Regions from separate parts of the Sus scrofa genome. Here region 2 is linked to region 1. Evidence: chromatin contacts called from public HiChIP or PLAC-seq data. All regions are on one chromosome and are shown on one strand. Each heading gives the region's core, a stretch centred on a gene start, on an enhancer-like site or on the middle of the called end of the contact. The rest is flanking DNA. Distances are from core to core; before and after follow the strand shown. Region 1 overlaps MGAT4A (mannosyl (alpha-1,3-)-glycoprotein beta-1,4-N-acetylglucosaminyltransferase, isozyme A). Region 2 holds the start of LOC100524554 (cytochrome c oxidase assembly factor 5).

Region 1 (2,699 bases), core at 97-2,596:
GAGGAGGAGAAAATCATTCCCTGGGTGGTAGCAAGCTTCTGATGAAGCAGTAATGAAAGACAGTTACCTTTTAGTGTGATTAAGATCTAGAAGGTTAATAAACCCTCTTCTCGAGGGAAATAAGCTTTGCCCTTTCTGACCTGATTAGACGAGAGAGGAACGATAACTTGGGTTTCCTTATCAGAAGACTAAGGTTAAAGATAAGGCAGAAATAGGACCCTGAAGGTGTCCCCTGTCACCTTCCTTAAGGAAAGTTTCTTCCTGCATGTGAACTGTGTGTACCTTCTGTGTTCTTCTGACACACTAACCAGAAATTAATACGCAAGTGATAGCAAGGAAATTGAACAATGCCTCCATCAGTCTTACTGCCTCAGCTGCTCAGTGATGAATTCCATCTTGAAGGAAATGTACTAACCCCAGGTATAGGAATTGGTGCTATGATTTGATTTGTAAGTAGCTTTCTTCATGTTGCTCCTTATTTCTCTTTTTGGATCAGTTAATTTATTCAACCTTCTAGTGGTTTTTGAGCATGTTCCAGGCTATGTTCCACTAGGCATCGGCAATAGAGTAGTCACTGAGGCAGGTGACATCCTTGCTGCCATGGAGCCTATTTCTAGAGATGCTAAGTGGTGGTGGTGGGAGGGGTTACACAAGAATAGCTGAGCAAGTGAACAGACGAGACGATTCAGATAGCAGTGCATACTGAGAGTAAAACATGCTGACCTGACAGTGACAGAGGTGTAAATGAAAGCTGTTGAGATACTGGGAGTCAGAGAAGCCTTCTCTGAGGACGTGACAGTTGAATGGAGGCTTCAATGATAAAGCCAGAGAAGCAGGGCAAAGAGGAGCCCCAGCAGTAGAAATAGTAAGTAAGTCAAGAATGAGCTTGGTGTGTTGAAAGAACACCAAGAGAAACATAGTGGGAGAGGGGGGTGTTGGGAACATGGTGGAGGGAGGGCATTGTGAGTTCTGCAGTGAGTGTGGGATGCTTAGACTGGAGAGAGAAGTGTCGGTGTTATTGGCATGTAGACAAAATTGGAAATCATGGGAATGGATGAGAACACTTAGAGGGTTGAACTGCCACACTCCATCACTGAGGTCAAGTAGAGGAAGAGAAACATTAGTGAAGCAGGAAGAGTCTGAGGGCAGTAGGATGCCCGGGAAATCCCTGGAGGAAAGTGTTCCCAGAAGGAGAACTGTGGGTCATGTGGAAGGTTGCATAAGATGAGGACAGACTGGTTTATGGATAGTTCTGAGTTCCTCTTCCTGACATCTCAGTGGTTTCCCGAACCCAGCTCTCTTCATTGTCTAAGTTATCACCGCCCCGAGTACTTAACATTAACCCAACACTGTCAGCTCTTTTTGCTCTTGCGAAAGTTCTCCCCTGACCCTCTCTTCTCCAGCCTTATCTGTTCCATGGGCTCTGGCTTCAATGACTCAGCCCGTCTCTGATTTCTGGCTGTCCCTTTGACCCTCATGGCACGTCCCTGCCAGTGTGTCAACTCACAACATGGTCTTAGAACTCAGTACTCAAGTAGCCTCAGCTTCCTCTCAGGGTCTCCAGGGATGTGGCATCTTGGTCCTTCTTCACCCCCCTCTTCTCATGCGCTCAGTTCCCCTGAGTTCTGCCATCATGACTTTTTCCTCTTTATTTCTTCTGGTACTCCTGTTAGTCAGAGTGGATCGTCTAGTACTGTTTTCTAGGTCCCTTACTTAAAGCACTCTTATTGTTGTATGTTTATATGTTGTGTGCTTTTATTATAATTTTTTTCTATTTCTGGCCACACCTGTGTGGCATATGGAAGTTTCCAGGCTAGGGGTTGAATCAGAGCTGCAGCTGTAGGCCTGCGCCCCAGCCACAGCAATGCAGGATCTGAGTTGCACCTGTGACCTACGTTGCAGCTCATGGCAACACCAGATCCTTAACTCACTGAGTGAGGCCAGGGATTGAACCCTCACTCTCATGGGCATTATGTCAGGTTCTTAATCCACCGAGCCACAATGGGAACTCCTTGTATGCTTTTAGGATAGGATTGCATGTCTTTTTTTTTTTTTTAATTGGTCTTTAAATACCTAATCTTATTTTTAAAATTTTTATTTATTTATGTATGTATTTTGGGCAGCCCACTGCAAATGGAGTTCCTGGGTTCAGAGCCAAGCCTCATTTGGGGCCTGTGCTGGATCCTTAATCCACTGTGCTGGGCCAAGGATGAATCTGCATCCCAGTGCTCCAGAGACATGGCTGATACTGTGGTGCCACAGAAGGAACTACTGCTTTTAAATTAAGTAAAATATCCTCATAGTTTAAAAAAATTTTCTTTTTTTTTTTTTTTTTTTTTTTTTGGCCATGCCCATGGCAAGTGGAAGTTCCTGGGCCAGTAACCCAACCTCAGTCACAGCAGTGATGATGCTGGATACATGACCTGCTGAGCTGCCAGGAAATTCCCTAAAAATTTTTGAGGACACTGAAAGATTATATTGAAAGAATAGTGTCTCTTTGTACATTCCTAATCTCCTGTCCCAGAAGGAGCTGTGTTCCATTCTTTTGACTTTTTCTCTCTCTTTTTTTTTGTTGGTATTTCCATATTTATAAATTATGTCTATATATCTATACTAAGTTTTCCTGACTTTTGCTTCACTTTTCGACATCATCTATGGACTTCCTGTTGTAAATGAAAATGTAGTTCTTATTCCCGATT
Region 2 (2,699 bases), core at 135-2,634, 93 kb after region 1:
CCAGGCTGCAAACTCAAAGTCCATTTGCCGAAAACGAAAAAGCCTGCGCAGGTATTTGTAGCGTTTTGCTCCAGCTGTGTGCCTCGCTGCATCCCTGGAATTCAGTGCTCCATTCCCCTGGGATAGGGAATTCACTGAAGTACTTGGTAACATCTTCCTAGATGGAAGAGAAAAAACTCTTTTACAAGTTATCCGAAGGAATGGCTGGCTAGCACCCCTCTTCTGAATTATTTAGGTGGGAGATCACTTTACATTTGGGCTCGGATCCTTAAGAAGAGGGCTTAAAAGGGGATGCAGGTGGTTTTGAGGCCGGTTTGGGGGCTGGAGAACTGATTACACTTCAGGCAAGGGCTGCCCCACGCCCTTCTGAACTGTTACACGGTCCATCCATTCCCCACACTTCGCTTCCCTAGATCCTCAACCACGGTCCCAGCGAGCTACTGCTGAGAGCGACAACGGAGGCGCTGGAGGATGAAGTGACCCTCTTAAGAGCAGAGCTAGTGTTGGAAACAAACTTCCAACTCACGTACTCTGGCTCAAAATTCCACCCTTCAATTTTTGCTCTTAACCAACTAAGGCTTTTAGGGGAAAGCCTTTGCTTAAGCCAAACAGAAACCATGTTATGGACGAGGTAAAATAAATGCCCTATCAGACAGGTCCATCAGTGTATAACCAGCACGTAATTCATTCCCTAGAATGTGATGTCAAAACAAACCAAAACTCCAAAGTAAGTGGTTTAGGTGGGGAATGACAGCGTGGGAGTCCAGCCCCCACGCTCCGTGCCAGCAGCTCAGTGCCCAGTTTCACGCCCCAGGCCACCGGGACGCCAGCAGCGCCTTCCAGGCCCAGCTGCTTCCCGCTGACCCGGGCCGCGGATAGAACGGCCAGATTAAGCATAAAAACACTGGGCGCCCAGTTACATCTGGATTTCAAATACAGGAGTAATTTTTAGTATAAGCAGGTCCCAAACACTACGTGGCACATACGCATAGCAAAACATTACTGAATTATCTGAAATTCAACTGTAACTGGCCTCCTTGATTTTGCCTGGCAGTCCTACCACAGGCCGAGCAGCCGGACCTGGGCGCGGTCACTCTAGGGCCAGGTGACCCAGGGCAGTGAGACGGCAGAGGAAAAGGCCCGGGGCGAGCCCAAGACGTGCGCGGAACCGACGATCGGCAGGTCTCACCTAGAGCCCCGCGGCGACCTCCACCCGCTCCAAACTGACCCAGCACATCCGCGCAGCAGCCGAGCTCAGCAGCCGCTGGACCAACTTCCCTTTCAGCAACGTCGGCGACGCTGGAGGCGCACCACGTCACGTGACCCAGTTTCGCCGCGCGTGCGCAAGCGCGGCCTCTGGGTCTCGCCCTCCAAAGCGCGCTCGCCGGAAGTGGTTGCTGCCGGCTTCCGGTTCCGCCCTGTGCGGGGTCGCTGGCGTCTTACCGTGTCGGGCTCGGTTGCAGACTCGTGTGTGTCCCGGCCGCGGCGGGCGGGAGGCGCGGTCATGCCTCGGTATTACGAGGACAAGCCGGAGGGCGGCGCGTGCGCGGGCGTGAAGGAGGACCTGGGCGCGTGTCTGTTGCAGTCGGACTGCGTGCTCCAGGTAGCGCGGCCGGGGGCTCGGGGTGACCGAAGCCCGAAGCGGGAGGCGGGGCCGGCGAAGGGCCCCGCTCAGGCCGCTGGCGGTTAAAAGACGTGCCTCTGAGTTCTCCGACCTGGGTATTGAGCGCCGCAACAACTTAATGAATTTGGGCAAATCCGCTGTCTAAGCCTCACTTTCCAACGGTGTGAAATTGGAGATAAAGATACCTCCCTATTGGTTTTTGTAAAAGGGAAACCGTTTCAGTTGCGAAAATAGGCATTGAATGCTGCCACTCTGCTAGGTTTTGGAGGCATGAAGGAGAATAGACAGGTTTCCTATTCAACTGATAAGAATCAGTAAGTTAGAGCTTGGCACACTGTGTTGGCTAGTAGCTTCGTTTTTCTCTGTTCAGTTGTGGCTGAAAAGATACTATGTTTTGCCTTGTGTTGGTTAGAATTTGTTGTTGAGCTGGAGTTCCGTGCACTCCTGGGTAAGTTGTAAGCGCCTTTTCTCCACTTTGTATCTTAGAGCTCCCCCTACTGCTGGTTTTGTGCGGTAATGGAAGGTTATTCTCAGGTTTTTCCGTCACTACAGCCACAGCTCTTCTCAGGAGCCAATTTGAATGCAGTGGGTTTCAGAGCTGACGGGGGAGCTGGGTTCTGGCCTGAAAACCAATTAAAGCACAAAAACATTTTCCAATTAAAACAGCCTGGTGAGAGGGTAGTCAGTAATTATTTTTGCATTTGGAGATATGATTTCAGAAAGTTGCCCTCGGAGTTCCCATTGTGGCTCAGCGGGTAACAAACCCGACAAGTATCCTTGAGGCTCGGGTTCCATCCCTGGCCTTGCTCATTGGGTTAGGTATCCGGCGTTGCTCTGAGCTGTGGTGTTGGTCCCGGACTCGCCTCGGATCCTGTGTGGCTCTTGATTCGACTCCTACCCTGGGAACTTAAGTGTGCCACTCGTGGGGCCCTTAAAAAAAAAAAGAAGAAGAAAAAGGTTGCCCTTATTTCAAAGAAAAAAATAACTACCCCCAGAGGTTATATCAGGTGTTTCTACTGATTTCTGCTTTACGTTTGGTTCCCTGATTGGGGCGGTTGGCCAGACTGGCCTCCCG

The links. HiChIP or PLAC-seq counts read pairs in DNA pulled down with a chosen protein or histone mark.
Region 2: a contact with region 1 is called in an H3K27ac HiChIP or PLAC-seq map of alveolar macrophages. The contact joins the promoter of LOC100524554 here to the enhancer-like site in region 1. A contact is called at or near these places in 1 of 5 promoter capture datasets (fetal skeletal muscle), 4 of 47 Hi-C or Micro-C datasets (omental adipose tissue, retroperitoneal adipose tissue, subcutaneous adipose tissue and 1 more) and 2 of 2 datasets of contacts at active chromatin or transcription factors (alveolar macrophages and skeletal muscle).

Annotation. Positions count from the first base shown.
Region 1 is chr3:55,583,090-55,585,788 of Sscrofa11.1, forward strand. The region is part of intron 1 of MGAT4A (mannosyl (alpha-1,3-)-glycoprotein beta-1,4-N-acetylglucosaminyltransferase, isozyme A); the gene reads left to right. Among named protein-coding and RNA genes, the nearest start is that of MGAT4A, 20 kb to the left of the region's middle. Within about 2 kb of position 1,347, at least 13 of the 83 cell types and tissues checked have an H3K27ac peak or open chromatin away from gene starts, as enhancers often do. A contact at or near this core is called in alveolar macrophages and retroperitoneal adipose tissue, where this site is marked.
Region 2 is chr3:55,675,658-55,678,356 of Sscrofa11.1, forward strand. It overlaps LOC100524554 (cytochrome c oxidase assembly factor 5), which reads left to right and starts at 1,385. Exons shown (of 3, transcript XM_005655200.3): 1 at 1,385-1,603. The coding sequence starts at 1,505. It overlaps UNC50 (protein unc-50 homolog), which reads right to left and starts at 1,338. Exons shown (of 7, transcript XM_013987864.2): 1 at 1,190-1,338; 2 at 1-157. The coding sequence starts at 153.